Linked DNA regions of Mus musculus: region 2 is linked to region 1. A link is a contact called in public Micro-C data. All regions are on one chromosome and are shown on one strand. The core of a region is the stretch at or near the end of the contact, and the rest is flanking DNA. Distances in the headings are between cores, read along the strand shown. Region 1 overlaps Ldlrad3 (low density lipoprotein receptor class A domain containing 3). Region 2 overlaps Trim44 (tripartite motif-containing 44).

Region 1 (7,264 bases), core at 2,961-5,460:
CTGTTTGGCTGAATCTGGAATCACCTGGGAGGCAAGCCTTCCAGGGACACCTATGAGGGATTATTAGATTAGGCTAGCCTCTGGGCATGCCTGTGAGAAACTGTCTCCATTGGAGTAGTTGACACGACCTGTACTAAAGGAGGGCAGCACCATTCCCTAGGCTTGGCCTGATTAGAGGAGGAAGAGAGCTGAGTACAAGTGTGTGCTGTTCTCTGCTTGCTCATTGTTGGCTCAGGCTAACCAGCTGCATCAAGCTCCTGCCACAAGCTTCCCACTGTGATGGATTGTATCTTCAAACCGGGAGCCAAAGTAAACCCTTTGTTCCTTAAATTGCTTTTGTCGGTATTTTATCAAAGCAGTTGGACCAAATATTCTATTAGGAGGTAGGTCTTTGGAAGTGAATATTTCCTGAGAGGGGGTCCTTGTGAATAACATAAGTACCCTTATAAAAGAGGCCTGAGGCAGGGACGTGCCATTGATGAAGCCAGAGGTCATCACCAGACCACCGGGCCAACAGAGCCTTGATCTTGGACTTTGTGAATCCTCATTGTTTATAAACCCCACGGTTTACACTATTCTCTCTAGCAGGCTCAAGCAGGGCACAGCTCCCTACTTCACTCCTCTCCCCCTCGTACCCTGCCCGTAGCTGGCACTTCATAACCCTTCATTGAATACACAATTGGATGAAATGAACAACTCACTAGAAGCACAATCCAGACAGAACAGCAGCAGCCAAGGGGAGGGAGGATTGATTTATGGGAGAAAATTAGAGGAATGAAATACATAGATAGAGTTTGCCTAAGTGAGAATGATGGCGGCAGCCAGGGGCACCAAGGGAGAGGAATTGCCTAACATGGGAGCAGAGAGCAGGAGCGGAGTGGGGGCACCCAGGCTGGAATATAGATGGAGGTTCATAAGCGTGCGTTGCTGCCTGTCAGTGGTCTGTGCAGTTGGAAAATGAACTTCTGCATATAGATGTATAGGAGAACAGAGGGCATCTACCCCAGCATGAAATGGGCTAGTTGCGGCAGCAGCACCACCCCACCCCACCCCCACTGGCTCATCTCCCTCTACTATATGGGTTGGCATGTTTAGTAAATTATTATTCTTGGGGATAAATGTGGTGCAACTTGAAAGTCAAAAAACAGGCAGGGGACTTGGGCAGCAGCAGATACTGTAAGCAGAGAGCTCGGTGGCTCACTATTTGTCCTTGGAATGGACAGCCTCTATTTACACTACAAGTGTTGTGCATCTCGGCTTCCTGCACAGTGTACAGTGTTGAGATCAGATGGCTGCCTCCTTCTCAAGACTGAGCAGGGCAGAAGAGCAGAAGTCATGACACCATCTCCCTCAGAACTTCACCTCCTGCCACTCGCAGCCCATCAAAGAGCAAAGGTTCCTGGGCCCTCCCTGTGTGCCAGGCCCTGCCATTAGCATCACACACACACACACACACACACACACACACACACACACACACTGTAAGCTTCTAAGGAAGCCATTCTTATCACTAAGACCCCTCTATTTATAGAGGGGGAAAATGAGCTGTAGGGACATGATGGGACTTGTGTAAAGCCATTAAGCAGATGACAGAGCCTTACTCTGTGACTCAGCTAAGCCCCCAGCTACTGCTGGACAAAGTACCTGCCATGCATCCCAGTATCTTGCAGCCTGGTTTGGGTGGGAAGGGCACACAGGAAAGTACAGGCTTATAAGATGATGTTGAAAGCAAGGGTTGGGTTGAACCTTTTGCCAAATCCATCCGGAGTCTGGGAGTAGCTGTCAAGGCAATGGTGCTCAACGTGGGGTTGGGGACCCAATTCAGCTCTGTTTATAACTCAAGGGGGAACAGTCCCATACTTCAGTCTCTCTTTAAAATGGGAACTAGACTTGTCCCATTTTTCATTGTGACTGTTGAAATAAGGGTAAGGAGACTGACCTGACCGTAGAGTAGGTCCTGTAACACATCCCAGCAGTCATTCGTTGTAGTGTGCTTGCTTGCTGCTGTTGTGAAGACTATTGTTAAGCAGGAAGCAGCTTAGATGCAGGTGATCCAGCCCCAGACAGAGACACCCATAACCCAGTGAAAGTGATGGGTGAACAAAACATTTCCTGCCCAGCTGCTTCTCCTTACACCCCACCCCATAGCAGAGTGGGCAGGCAGGCAGGCAGGCAGGCCATATGCAGCACATACCACTAGGCACTTGCTTCCCCTTTCTGTTTTCTTTACTCTTTTGAGTAAGGGAGGGGTTGCTGGGAATAGAACGCAGGACCTAGGACTCCTAGCCCCAATGGGTGTTAGTATATGTTTTATCAGCCTGTTGCACCCAGTCTGTAGCAGGGCTCCTTTCTGCCACAAGTAGCTCCAGTCTGTAAACCGGGCTCAGCTCTGTCCTACCTCCATTGCCTCCACGCTGTATCACTGTCCATCTTTGGAGAGTGATAGGTATGCACGCTGGCTCAAGAATGTCTTAACTTTCTGCTCATACCATATTCCACAGATGCTTTGGCTAAGCCAAGTCATGTGGTCAAGCCCTAGCCTAGTGGGGTGTGGAAATAGGAAATAACTCTGTTTCTAGTAAGAAAAACTGGGGCTCGAGAGATGGCTCAGTGGTTAAAAGAACTGACTGCTCTTCCAGAGGTCCTGAGTTCAATTCCCAGCAACCACATGATGGCTCACAACCATCTACAATGCCCTCTGCTGGTGTGTCTGAAGATAGCTACCGTGTACTATTATACATAAAAGAAATAAATAATTCTTTAAAAAATAAAAAAGAAAGGTGGCTTGGCCAAGCTTGTAGTCACAGAACGGGGATGAATCATTGGGAGTAGGATTGTAGAAAATTGGGGGAAGGGGGACCCTTAGCCAGAAACACTGGCCCATTGCTCAGCTGTTGTTTTATCTTCTGGGAGACCAGCCAGACTGAGGCCCGTTTCTGTCCAAGCACCTGACTAAGGGAGAGTCTGTGCCAGCCACCCAGCCTCCCGCAGTCTGCTGAGGCTCTGGCTGAAGCAGGCATTGCCTTTTATCCAGCCTGCTTCTAACTCATTATTTACATAGACTATAAAATAATGCTTAACTCTAAATTACCGCAAGTCAGAGCCTCGAGTGAGGCTAGCTAGACCTTCCCAGATGAAAGCCGACTAAATACAATAGGGAGGGAGGAGGACAGCCACAAATAAAATGTCACTGAGTGCCTAATGATAGAAGGCTATGCGACAGCCTGCGTAATTGGGCAAAGTGGCTGATGGCAACAGCTGGCGGGGTTAGCTGGTCTTCGGTTCTATTTATGTGTTTATCTGCTGCCTGTCACCATAATGGCCACAAGCAGTATTGATCACAGATTAATTTTGCCTCATCCCTTCTGTTTCTCAGCTCTACCCTTATCAGGCTCACCTCCTCCCCTCAAATAGACATCCAAATGAATATGTGGGGTAACCTGAAGTTTAGGGGCACAGTCTGTCTACCAGGGAATGTAAAAGCAAGACCTCCTGTGACCCTGGCACTATCCTAAGAGGCCTTAAATCTTCTAATATGACAGCCTTATGAGTTGGATATCATTGCTGCTGTTTTACAGATGCAGCCAGGGACTTAGCTACTTGATGGAAGCCACCCAGGTTGGGACTGCTGTAACTATGCCTTATTGGGCTCTGCAGATGTTTAGATATCTCAACACATGTCCTAGAATCAGAACTCTTTCTTTAAAACTTATTTTGTAGCATTTGTGTGTGTGTGTATACATATATATTATATACATATATATGCATACATGTATATATGTATGAATAAGAGAAGCAGAGTAAAAAATTCTTTTTACTCTACCTACCTTTCTCCTGAAGAACTAACACCCATTGGTTCGCCCAGGGTAGGTTGGTCAGTGAACCCCAGGAATCCTCCTGTCTTTACCTCCCAATTTCTGGGACTATAAACATTCACCATCACACTTTTTCTTTATATAGGTCCGAATGCTTGCAAACCTAAATCACTCCCCCGCCCCCGTGGCCGTACTTTTCACTGTGAACTACACAATGCCCTTTTAGTCTCTCAGCTACGTGTGACCTCCACTTCTCCCACAGCGAAAAATCTCCTTTCTGTTTCTCAGACTCGCCATGCTCTTGCCTCAGGGCCTCTCCGGGTGCTCCTACCTCTGCCCTGCTCACCTGGGTCACACAGGCTGCCCTGCCTCACCGTGAACCTTTTGCAGTTGAACCTGTGTGCCTGCCTCCTCGTGTGTCTTAGACAAAGGCAGCAGAGAGCAAGCGCTCTGTGCATGGGCTGCTGGAGCCTCTGTTCAGATCCCAGCTGTACTGCCTGTGTCGATTGTGGGACCGTAGGCAGGAGACTTCCTCTTTCTGTCCTCCGTTTCCCATCTGTAAAAGAGAGATAAGCACAGAGTTGCTAAGCAGTGAATTAACTAATACATGAAAGTCCCCTCTGCACAGAGTGACCCACGGCGCGCCCTGAGCAGATGGTAATTGCTATTACTGTCATCATTAATAAGATTATTATTGTTAGCCCAGATTGGGGAGTCACTGACGATGGAAGAGGCAGACAAATCAACTTCTGGAAAAGGGGAAACGGAGTCTTCAGCTGGCCAGTGGGGGGCGTGTAAGCTGTGCACTGAGGTCCCTGCTGGGCGTGAGGGGCTTCTTCTGGTGACATAGCAAGCACAGGTTGTTCCCTCCTCTTAGCATTGAAGTGTGCAGGTGTGGGAAGCCCCTCTTTGTGCCCCTCCATGGGCTTAGAGAGACGTGCAGTGGATAGAGTAGTGTTTTCCTACTGGGCACGGTAATCCCACGCCTCATAAATCTTGTGGCTAGCAGAGCAGCTCCATGATCCTGTTCTGTGTTCTCCAGTAGTCCCCAGTCAGTCTCTGACAGAAAGCCACTTCTTTTTTGAAGCAGACAGAGAAGCCATAGCTTATGTCTAACCAGAGACAAACGAGGTCACTTTATAGAGTGTCGTGGAACCCAGTCAGTGTATCCCTGTGGACACGCACAGTGCCTCTCCTCAGACTCACATACAGGAGCATGTGGAACCTAGCGCTCTGCTCTATAGAGCCTCACGGATTCCTTAGGATGCCCTCATTCTTTCCCCTTTGCTCCAGGCTCCGCACATCAGTTCATCTGCTGGCCTCAAGCCGGAGCATTCACACGTCATCCCTGAGAGGCATGGATCTGCTCTTGGGCTCCATTGGCTCTATTCACCCTGTTTCCTGTTCCTAAATCAAGGCTGAAACTACATAGAACAAAGCTGCCCTGTAACCCAGAGGGACCACCCAATGTAGTCACAGTAGGCAGATTTCTCATTAAAGTCAAGAAGCTATGGGAAAGACCCTGTCAGCCAGTACCATCATAGACTCTTCCAGAATGTCCCAATACAAGAATGTAGGGGTTAGGGGGTGAATGCTGATCTCCAGAAAAGCTGGCTGCAGGCTGTGTCAAATTTAGACAGCAAGGTATGACACGCGGGTTATCTAGCCAGACTTCCAACTTTGCTTTCATCCACAGGTGCAGTGATAAGATGCTGGGGTGGGCACTAGGTTGCCATTTGGGCTTTAGTCTCTGTAAGGCCAGTGTTCTAGGTAATCTATGGCATGTCTCTGTCTTTCGTTTCCTCTTAAATTTCTACTGGAAAGAAGAAAGAACTCTGTGTAGTCACAGTCCACAAAGGACTCACATATAAAGGACATAGGATAGTTGAGATAATTTGGACACTTGTAACCATTCCACAGCTAGGTCCAGTGCTTACACAATGTGTCCTGGGAGCTTCCCTCTGCAAACAGAAATTTAAGGGGCCAGCCAGAGGGAAAAAAACACTGGACTGTCGGTAGTGATTATCTCTGTTGGTGACTGCTGAAAATTTTTATATCTGATTGTATTCCTTAATACCAAGCAGAGTTCTTTTGTGTTTTGAAAGAAAGATTTGCATTTAAAAATAAAGGCCAGGGCCTGGACACGTAGCTCAGTTGATAGACTGACTGCTTGCATAGCTTATGGCCCTGAGTTTGTTCAGCAGCTGCCATAAACCAGGCCCACGTCTGTGAAGCCAGCACCCAGGAGATGGAGGCAAGAGCGTCAGAAGTTCAAGGTCTTTCTTGGCCACATAGGGAGTTCAAGGTTGGCATGGTTACATGATACCCTATCTCAGAAAAACCCAAAAATGAGTAAAGGCTAGATTCCTGAATGTTTCTCATCCTGATCTGAACAAAGAAGACACAAACAGCCATTAGGAGCTAAATATATAGGTCTTAAGGAATATCTTTATTTTATGATTTATTTGTATTCATTAAACATTAACAAGACTGCAAGCTTGCCTATGGATCTGGGATGGCTGAGCGGAGGTTTGAAAGACGGTCAGCTGTGAATAATTTATTCTGAAAATCACAGAAAATAAAGTAGCACTTGGGAGGAGGAGATTTTGCACTGATATGTTTGGATTTATACAGTACATGCTGTCTAATCCTGGGAGAGTTCCTTTCATATCTCTCTCTGTGCCTTCGTTTCCCCATATGTAAGAGAAAAGTGAACTAGCCTCAGTTATTATGAGAATAAAAAGCTTAACAACAATCTTGAATTCAAGAATAAGGCCAGGGCCAGGCGGTGGTGGCTCGTGCCTTTAATCCCAGCACTTGGGAGGCAGAGACAGGCCGATTTCTGAGTTCAAGACCAGCTTGGTCTACAAAGTGAGTTTCAGGACAGCCAGCCAGGGCTATACAGAGAAACCCTGTTTCAAAAAACCAAAAAAAAAAAAAAAAAAAAAAAGAAAGAAAAGAAAAAGCATAAGGCCAGATGCCTTAGATGCCTTATTATGCCATAAACTCAGGCCACGTCCCCGTTTGCCTGGAGATGCTTAGGCTTCGGACGTGCTCTATGGCCTCACATCAGAAGTAGCAGTAGCAACAGCAGCATTGAGATAATAAATTGGTGACGGTGCCTCGACTTCTAACCACATCTGAGTCACCACGCTGGCTTCTTAATTAGGTCGCCCACTTGCGCCTTGTCTGACTCATAGCCGTCCATATAACTTGCCTTCTCTTTACACATTGGGGTGCTTAGGTTCAGAAGGGTCACACCCTGCCCAAGATCACACAGCTTGTCACACATTCACGCTCATTCCAAAGCCCATGCTTGGACGCACTTGCCTGTCACGCTTACATTTTACATCTGCCTGCAGGTGTCTAAAGCACACACTTGCCTTGCTTTTGCTACCTCGAAGGTCTGGGTGGGGTGTTTTAGTGCCCTTCAAAAATATATCAGAATG
Region 2 (7,264 bases), core at 2,170-4,669, 330 kb before region 1:
TTTCCATGTGGTATTTTATGCTAAATTCATAAAAATATCTATGAGAACACTGTAATCCTACTTTACAAATAAACTTTTATTTGTCTGAGCTTCAAAAAGTGGCTTAACAGAGCCAGTCCTAAAAACTCTTTTTCTAGTACGTCAGGCTACCTGGGCTCTCTACCATTGTGAGCCCTCATAGGAGCAAAGACCTGGAAAAGGAAAGTTCCATAGCCATTGTCTTTCTGAATGTTCCTGGTGATATGCAGTTATTTTGGGCTTCAAGTTTTCCTAGTATACAAGTAAGTGGTTTTGAAGGGAAAGTGGAAAGGCAACTAGAATGGAGGGTGAGAGGCGAGTCTCTCTCTGTTCTTTAATTATATATTTTAAATTAGCTTACAGAGTAGTACGTTTCTGTAGTGTTTTCAGGCATCCTTAGTTTGGGTTAATGAAATCATCACTCCATCCTGTCCCCTTTTCCCACCCTCACCCTGTTAAAGCTTTCAACTCCAGTATCTCTCCACCTACTCTCATCTTGTGCTCGCCTCTCTCCTTACCCAGTCATGGTATCCTTTTAGATTCCTGAGCTCCATAGATATTAATAAATTATACACACACAACTAAAAATTCAAGCTAAGATCTACATATGAGAGAGAACATGTGGTGTTTGTCTTTCTGGACCTGGGTTAAGAGCTGAGTCCTTTTTCGTCTTCAGCAAATAGAATAGGCCTTCTTTCTCTATGCAAATGTAACATGCTCAAAAATAGTATAAATTCTGTGCCCACAAACTTGTAGTGTCATTTTCTACCTCCCACTTCATTACCAGTAGCTGTCTCTCTAGTTTATGCTGTGTTCAGGTGGAGCAGAAACTGGAAAACAAGACAGACTAGGATAGAAGCACTCTTCTTAGTTTTTATAGGTCCCACATGTCTCTCGAGACTGTCTACTTTTATATTCCCGTAGTGCAGGTCACCCTCAGAAGTGATGCTCAGCAGTTTGTGACTGTGGCCTCTCTTACTATTCTGGGGTCAGGCAAAGAGAGAAAGAAGCATCTTAAGAGCAACTGTCAATGTCAAGTCAGTGCGAACACAGCATCCCCTGTGAACTGTTTGGTGTTGCATCCATTTCAGTGTATGTCACTGGCTTACACATCAAGTTGTCAAGATAATAAAGTCACAGCAGCTGACAACAGGACAAGCAGTCCCACAAGGAGAAGATGCTTGGCAGAAATGCTGCATCCATAGTGGTTAGATGTTCATGTCTCTCACTAAAGGCTGCTTTGACAGTGACTGTTTCTCAGCTGCCTGGAGTGGACAGTGCTCTTCACTTCTCAATTTCATCAGCAGATTCACTCATGTGCTTATCAGGCCTTGTCAGGTACCTGAACCTCCAAGCCACATTGGCCTCTGATACGGATACACAGGGCATGTTTATGTTGAGGAAGGAGAGCTCTGGGAAAGAGGAAGAAGCAAAGTGCCAGATGCAAGAAAGCTTTAAAACTCAGGGCTCAAAAACGAGAATTCACAGGTTAGGGAAGCAGTAAATACTAGAGGAAGGATGGACTACTTTTGATTGAATTTTTGGGTTATTGTCCATGAGAATGTGCTTTGAAAAGTTAGAGATATAAATCAGATGAAAACTATCAAAGCTAAGGTTTTGCTTCTCATGTGGTGAGATTGGGGACTATATATAGTCACTAAGATTGAAAGGTTCAAAGGTGACATTGGAAGTCAAGGTCAGATAGCTAAGAATTCAGGGCCAAGGAGACATGAGTAAAGATTTAAGACATGGTTGAAAGTACAGTAGGATTCTAAGTATGGGCTCACATCAAATGCCCTGTGACTTAGAACTTTTAGAGAGTTGGTCATGGGCAGGGATGGGATTAAGTTAAAGGGCTAAAATAGAATAGGCAGGGGGGGGGGGCTGAACTGGAGGGCTGAAGTGTGGGTCTGGGTGTCTACTGAAACCCACTGGAGGGAATGCTAAAGAGAGTAGGGGGTTTTCATAGGGAGGAGACACCGCCAGCTGTACTGTAGAAGGTAAGGGTAGTGTGGCTTCATTCAGAACCAGCTGCCTACCACTGTATGTAAGACCCAGAGATTAGGAGGGAGGAGAAGAAAATAAAACTGACTAGTGCGAGTATCCTGGATGCCTGCCTAAATGCCCTTACTTTGAACAGAGGTGGGAGGGCACATCAGCGTTTTATGGAAAAATAAGATAGATAGAAGGCAAATTATGTACTCAGACTATGCAAATTTGAACTCCAGCCATTTACTTGGGGCAGAGTTAATTTCTTTCCTTACCTCAGTTTCTTCATCTGTAAACTAAATAAAATGATAGCTTCCTCACAGTGAGGTACCTAGTGTGATGGCTAACTGAAGAAATACACACATCGAGCTTCTGATAGTCCTTAACACAAGAAAGACTGGGGTGTGTGTGTGCAAAACGTAGGCATGGTAAGGAGGAGTTAGTGGTGATTCAGCTTGAAGTGTGAGGCTTTAAGTACTAGAAAAGTACCCAGATAGAGAGGGTCATGCGTCAAGAGGAACACTAAGATGGGTTGCCTGGAGAGAAAATCCAGGCGTAAAGGGCCTTCTCCAAGGTTGTGATAATTGCATTCCAAAGATGGGATGAAATTGCTAAAGCAGAGTCTAGTGCTTCTCATTACTTGCAGCAATGTCCAGACACTTGATTGCCACAGCTGAGGTAGGGAGGATACTGCTGGCCATCATACAATGCCTTAGCATCTCCCAACAGCAAGGAATTACTACCTCTGAATGCCAGTGGTGCAGGGTTGAAAACTCTCAATCATAGTGATGTGTGAATAATGTGTGGCATTGCCAAGATGAAGTTGGTAATGAGGGAGCTAGAGAAGTGTCACAATTGTGAAAGAATTCAGACTAAGGGCATAGCTCCAATTCTATAGACAGTTCAGTGGGAAGCAATATGAAATTGGTGACTAATGTATTCCTTAATGGTGGGGAAGAAAGGGCTGCATGTATTACATGTCTTGATAAAGTTTGGTTAAAGCTAGGAGAGATGGGTGGTACTGATGGGCAGCATTAGCATAGGAAAAGGTTCTTCTGTGGTTTCTATACTTCTTATTTGTGCCGTGTCACCACAACTGCTGATTTGTACTCCATTCCCCTGAAGAGGGAAGCTGCTTATTTGGGTATCAAATGTGTTCAGAGACAAATCTGGATTGGTTTCAGTTTATACAGTTATATCATTTTAAAAGAAAACTATATTTGGGGTTTATTTTTTGTAAGAAAAAAATGAGTCTCTAAAATGTTTATTGACAGTCAAAGTCAGCTAGTTGTTCAGTTGTGAAAGGCAAGGCTGACTTAACATTCAGCGTCTCTGACCTTCCTCCTGTGGGTTTTCAGGGTAGAATGTGGCATGGAGCGGTTGTCACTGCTTTTGGAACAGGATGACTAGAGCTGAATCTTTGGCTTTACTGTTGTTACCAGCTGTGTAATGCTGCTTATTAGAGACAAGCACTCTATTACTGGGCTGTATCCCTACACGAAGACTTGAAACATCACTGTACTTAACGTCTTCTCAGATGTTCTCAACATCCCAGTGCAAAACCCAAGAAAGTCAGGCTTAAAACTAGGTTATGGGAATGGCTTTACTAAGAATGTTGATGATGGAATGTAGTTCAGAGTTCACATCTGCTGTGTTTCTAAACTGCTTGGTAATTTTCCCAGCCTAAGAAATGCTTTGTTGTTTAATTCATAAACAAGCTTTTTCAGTCATATATGAAAACATGGACTTGTGTGATCTTGACATTGAAAGAGGCCTACTTCTCTGGAATACATATTTATTTATTTAGGAGTACATCTTTATTAAGCCATATATATTATTATTATTGTTCTTTTTAATATGTCTTCTCTAATTAGTAAAAGGAAATAAAACCTTACTCTTCTATAGTTCAGCTAGCAAGGCGTTAATAGCTTCTAGTTCATGTCAGATACTTTGAGTGGATATTGTTTTTGAATACAAGCTTCTTTTTTTCTTTTCTTTTCTTTTCTTTTTTTTTTTTTTTTTTTTTCGGTTTTTTGAGACAGGGCTTCTCTGTGTAGCCCTGGCTTTCCTGGAACTCACTTTGTAGACCAGGCTGGCCTCAAACTCAGAAATCTGCCTGCCTCTACCTCCTGAGTACTGGGAATAAAGGGGTGAGCCACAACGCCTGGCTGAATACAAGCTTCTTAATTCAAGATTTTATGTGTTCAAATATGTGTATGTAAAGTGTCTGTGTCAGTGTACATACCTCTTGGATCTAGTCTAGCTAAGAAATATTAAATACAAGCACATAATAATATGTCATGGGATAAGATTTAACATCTTTAAGATGTAAAATCTTTATCCTGGTAAGGGACCTTAAGAGAACTGTCCTATTAAATATGGAAATAACTCAGTAAAAATTGCTAGATGCTAGAACTCCATTGCTAGATGTGATGGCGCATGCCTTTAATCCCAGCACTCAGGAGGTAGAAGCAGGCAGATTTCTTTGAGTTCTAGAACAGCCAGGTCTACGAAGAGACCTGCCTCAAATAAATTATCTAGAAGGACCTTGAGCAGTTCAAAAGTGATCAATAGAGACAGATATTATAGCAGAAAACATGTGTTACTGGACCAAACTTGACATTATGACTGTTCTTCCCCAGCGCTTCTCTTATTAACCTATAAAACAAGGTTGCCTGTAGATATTCACTGTTGTTTTCTGACCATACACAAATAACCACCAATGTTTCCAAATTATAAACAATGCTGTGTTTAAGTATTAACATTGCACCCTAATGCAGCTGTAACCAGATAGAAGATTATGTCCATAAAGTAAGCACTAAGGGTTTTGGCAAATTGGAAACCAGATGACCAAAGAGAACATGCTCCTTTTAAGTTTCCTTTGTGTTAAGAACCAAGTCTCTCAGGTAACATTTTCCTGGAGACACTCAGTGCCCTAGTAAGTACGTACGTCAAAGGAGGGGGACATAATTTTCTCTTAATTAAGTAGTTCCATCTTGGTTTAATTAGCCTCTGAGATTCCACACTCAGTTTGTTTGGAGAAGCTTGACTGTTTAGTAGATCCTCTCTAGAAAGAAGCTTCCTGATCACACTTCCACCATTCTGGGTATCTACCGTTCTTCCTTGACTTTGTAGAATTTTCCCTTTTTATTGACATCACATATAGTGAGACTATTATTGACATTTCTGGAGAACTTTAGGGCAGGCTGAAAAAGCACCAAGAAATGCATGCAGAAATAAAACCTGAGGTTTCCAGATAATAGGAAGCAGCATGAAGGGCTTATTGCTTTTTGAGAACTGTGGCTTTAGCAGGATATTTTCGATGATGAGGTGAAATAGAACTGGAAGGAGGTTTAGAAAGCAGGAAGTCTTGTACAGAACACTCCTCCTTCCGCATGTCCTCTCCCAGGGAGGCTATTCCGTAGGCTCTGAAGTAAAGTGAAGGCCTTGACTCAGAAGTTATTTCTCAGAACTTTGAACTAGGTTGAAGAATATCTATCTGTTACATGATATAAATGGAAGTCGGAGGACAGTATAAAGGCTTGATAGACTATTCTGCTCTCTACTCTTATTTTTTACTTCCTTTATATAAGATGAAGTGTCTTGTTGAAGAAGTATTTAAAGTAATAGGAAATGAGGAATTTAATTATTAAAGCTTAGGATTAATTTGCCTTTCCTCTGATCCAGTTTCCCACTTGTGATACCAGCTTCCTAACTTTAAACCACATGTGTATGTGAGGTCTAGTCAAATAGATCGCAGTCCATTTATATCATGATTGCCATTTTCAGTCACTTGGAGTTGAAAAATATTTAAAAAGAGTACCAGGCATTTCTTAGTAAAAACTTCATAGATTTGGTTTCTGAGAGAAGTGTCGAGGTCAGTTAACAGTTTATTTTAACAGTAGAAATGTACTGATAATGCTTATTATAGCAGCACTAACATACATGACAATAGAAATATAAGAGAATCATGTAACCACAAATCCTAGTTCCCAATTTTGTAAATTCATTAGGGAAATTAATACTATTTAAGATTTCCCCTCCTCTTTTCTCAAGCACCAGGGAGAGCACCTGTAGAGACGTTTTGAATTCTGGAGGCTTAGATCACTTAACCAGTTGGTGTGTCCCTGACTACTTGGCATAAAGGCATTCTTTTGCTTTGGCATCCTTATGGAATTGTTACAAAGGCTGCTTAAGAACTCACCAATCTTTATTCACTTTCTAATGAGCTAATTAAAAAGGGCCTCACCTACTTTTAGGCTTTTTGTTCCTCGGGTTTTTCCTTCATTTTTTTCCCAGTTTTATTTCTCCCCCTGCTAGACTTCTATGAAAAAAGGACCAGGCTGGGACCAAAAAGATTGGACTCTCTTCCTCTCCTATAAGTGTCTGTTTCCTATCTATAAAAGTAGTTCACTTAGTTGGTAACTACCTGTTCTTCCCACACCCTTTTTTGATGGTCCTTTTTTTCTGTTATGTGTAGTTCTACTTCTTCATTGTGCTGTGCATGTGTGTGTTACATGTGTATGTATGTGCAGTTGTGCAGATACTAAAGGTTGATGTGCAATGTCTCTTAATTTTTCTTTTTCAAATGTAATTTTTCATGAGTATTGTATATAATGTGCAAACTTGTGTATGTGCATGTTTGCATGTATATAGACACGTGTATATGCAAATGGAGGCCCAACATTGACATGAGAATTCTTTTTCAGTCTTGCATTCCTTTATTCATTGAAACAAGGTTTCTCGATTGAACTCAAAGCTTGCAGATACAGTTATATTCTAGTTTCACCTTCCAACCTTTAAATTACAGATGGGCTGCTATGCTACCTTTTGCTGAACTTGGAGCTTATCCTTTCTCTAATGCTCATTGGCCAGTGAGCTCCAGGTCTGTTCGTCTTCTCTGCGCCAGCCACCTCTGCTCCTGCCCCAGCACTGGGGTTGCTAATGCACACCATTGCACCCATTTTTTATGTGAGTGCTGGAACTAACAATCCAGGCCCTTGAGCTCACACAGCAAGCACTTTACCAAATAAACCATCTCCTGTCTCCTCCTCAGGTGTGCATAGGAATAGTTATTTTAAAACACCTGTGATCTGGGGGTGTAGCGCAGTAGTAGACCGTTTACCCTGCATGTGTGAGTGCCTTGGTTTGATCCTCAGCACCACAAAAAAAAGCAAAGCAAAACAAGAAAATACAGTTTTTAAAATAACATGCTTGCAAAATATAGTTATTGTCAAGATTTGGAGTATTTATAAGT

The links. Hi-C and Micro-C count contacts between places; a contact is called where the count stands out from the background.
Region 2: a contact with region 1 is called in a Micro-C map of the G1E-ER4 cell line, with 5 times the contacts expected there. The contact joins two enhancer-like sites. A contact is called at or near these places in 4 of 39 promoter capture datasets (the C10 cell line, the HPC-7 cell line, cranial neural crest and 1 more), 1 of 484 Hi-C or Micro-C datasets (the G1E-ER4 cell line), 1 of 115 datasets of contacts at active chromatin or transcription factors (bone marrow-derived macrophages) and 1 of 9 other capture datasets (embryonic stem cells).

Annotation. Positions count from the first base shown.
Region 1 is chr2:102,034,382-102,041,645 of GRCm38.p6, reverse strand. All of the region lies in intron 4 of Ldlrad3 (low density lipoprotein receptor class A domain containing 3), which reads left to right. Among named protein-coding and RNA genes, the nearest start is that of Gm39888, 46 kb to the right of the region's middle. Within about 2 kb of position 4,210, at least 159 of the 459 cell types and tissues checked have an H3K27ac peak or open chromatin away from gene starts, as enhancers often do. A contact at or near this core is called in the G1E-ER4 cell line, where this site is marked.
Region 2 is chr2:102,358,871-102,366,134 of GRCm38.p6, reverse strand. All of the region lies in intron 2 of Trim44 (tripartite motif-containing 44), which reads left to right. Among named protein-coding and RNA genes, the nearest start is that of Gm52521, 3.7 kb to the left of the region's middle. Within about 2 kb of position 3,419, at least 10 of the 459 cell types and tissues checked have an H3K27ac peak or open chromatin away from gene starts, as enhancers often do. A contact at or near this core is called in the G1E-ER4 cell line, where this site is marked.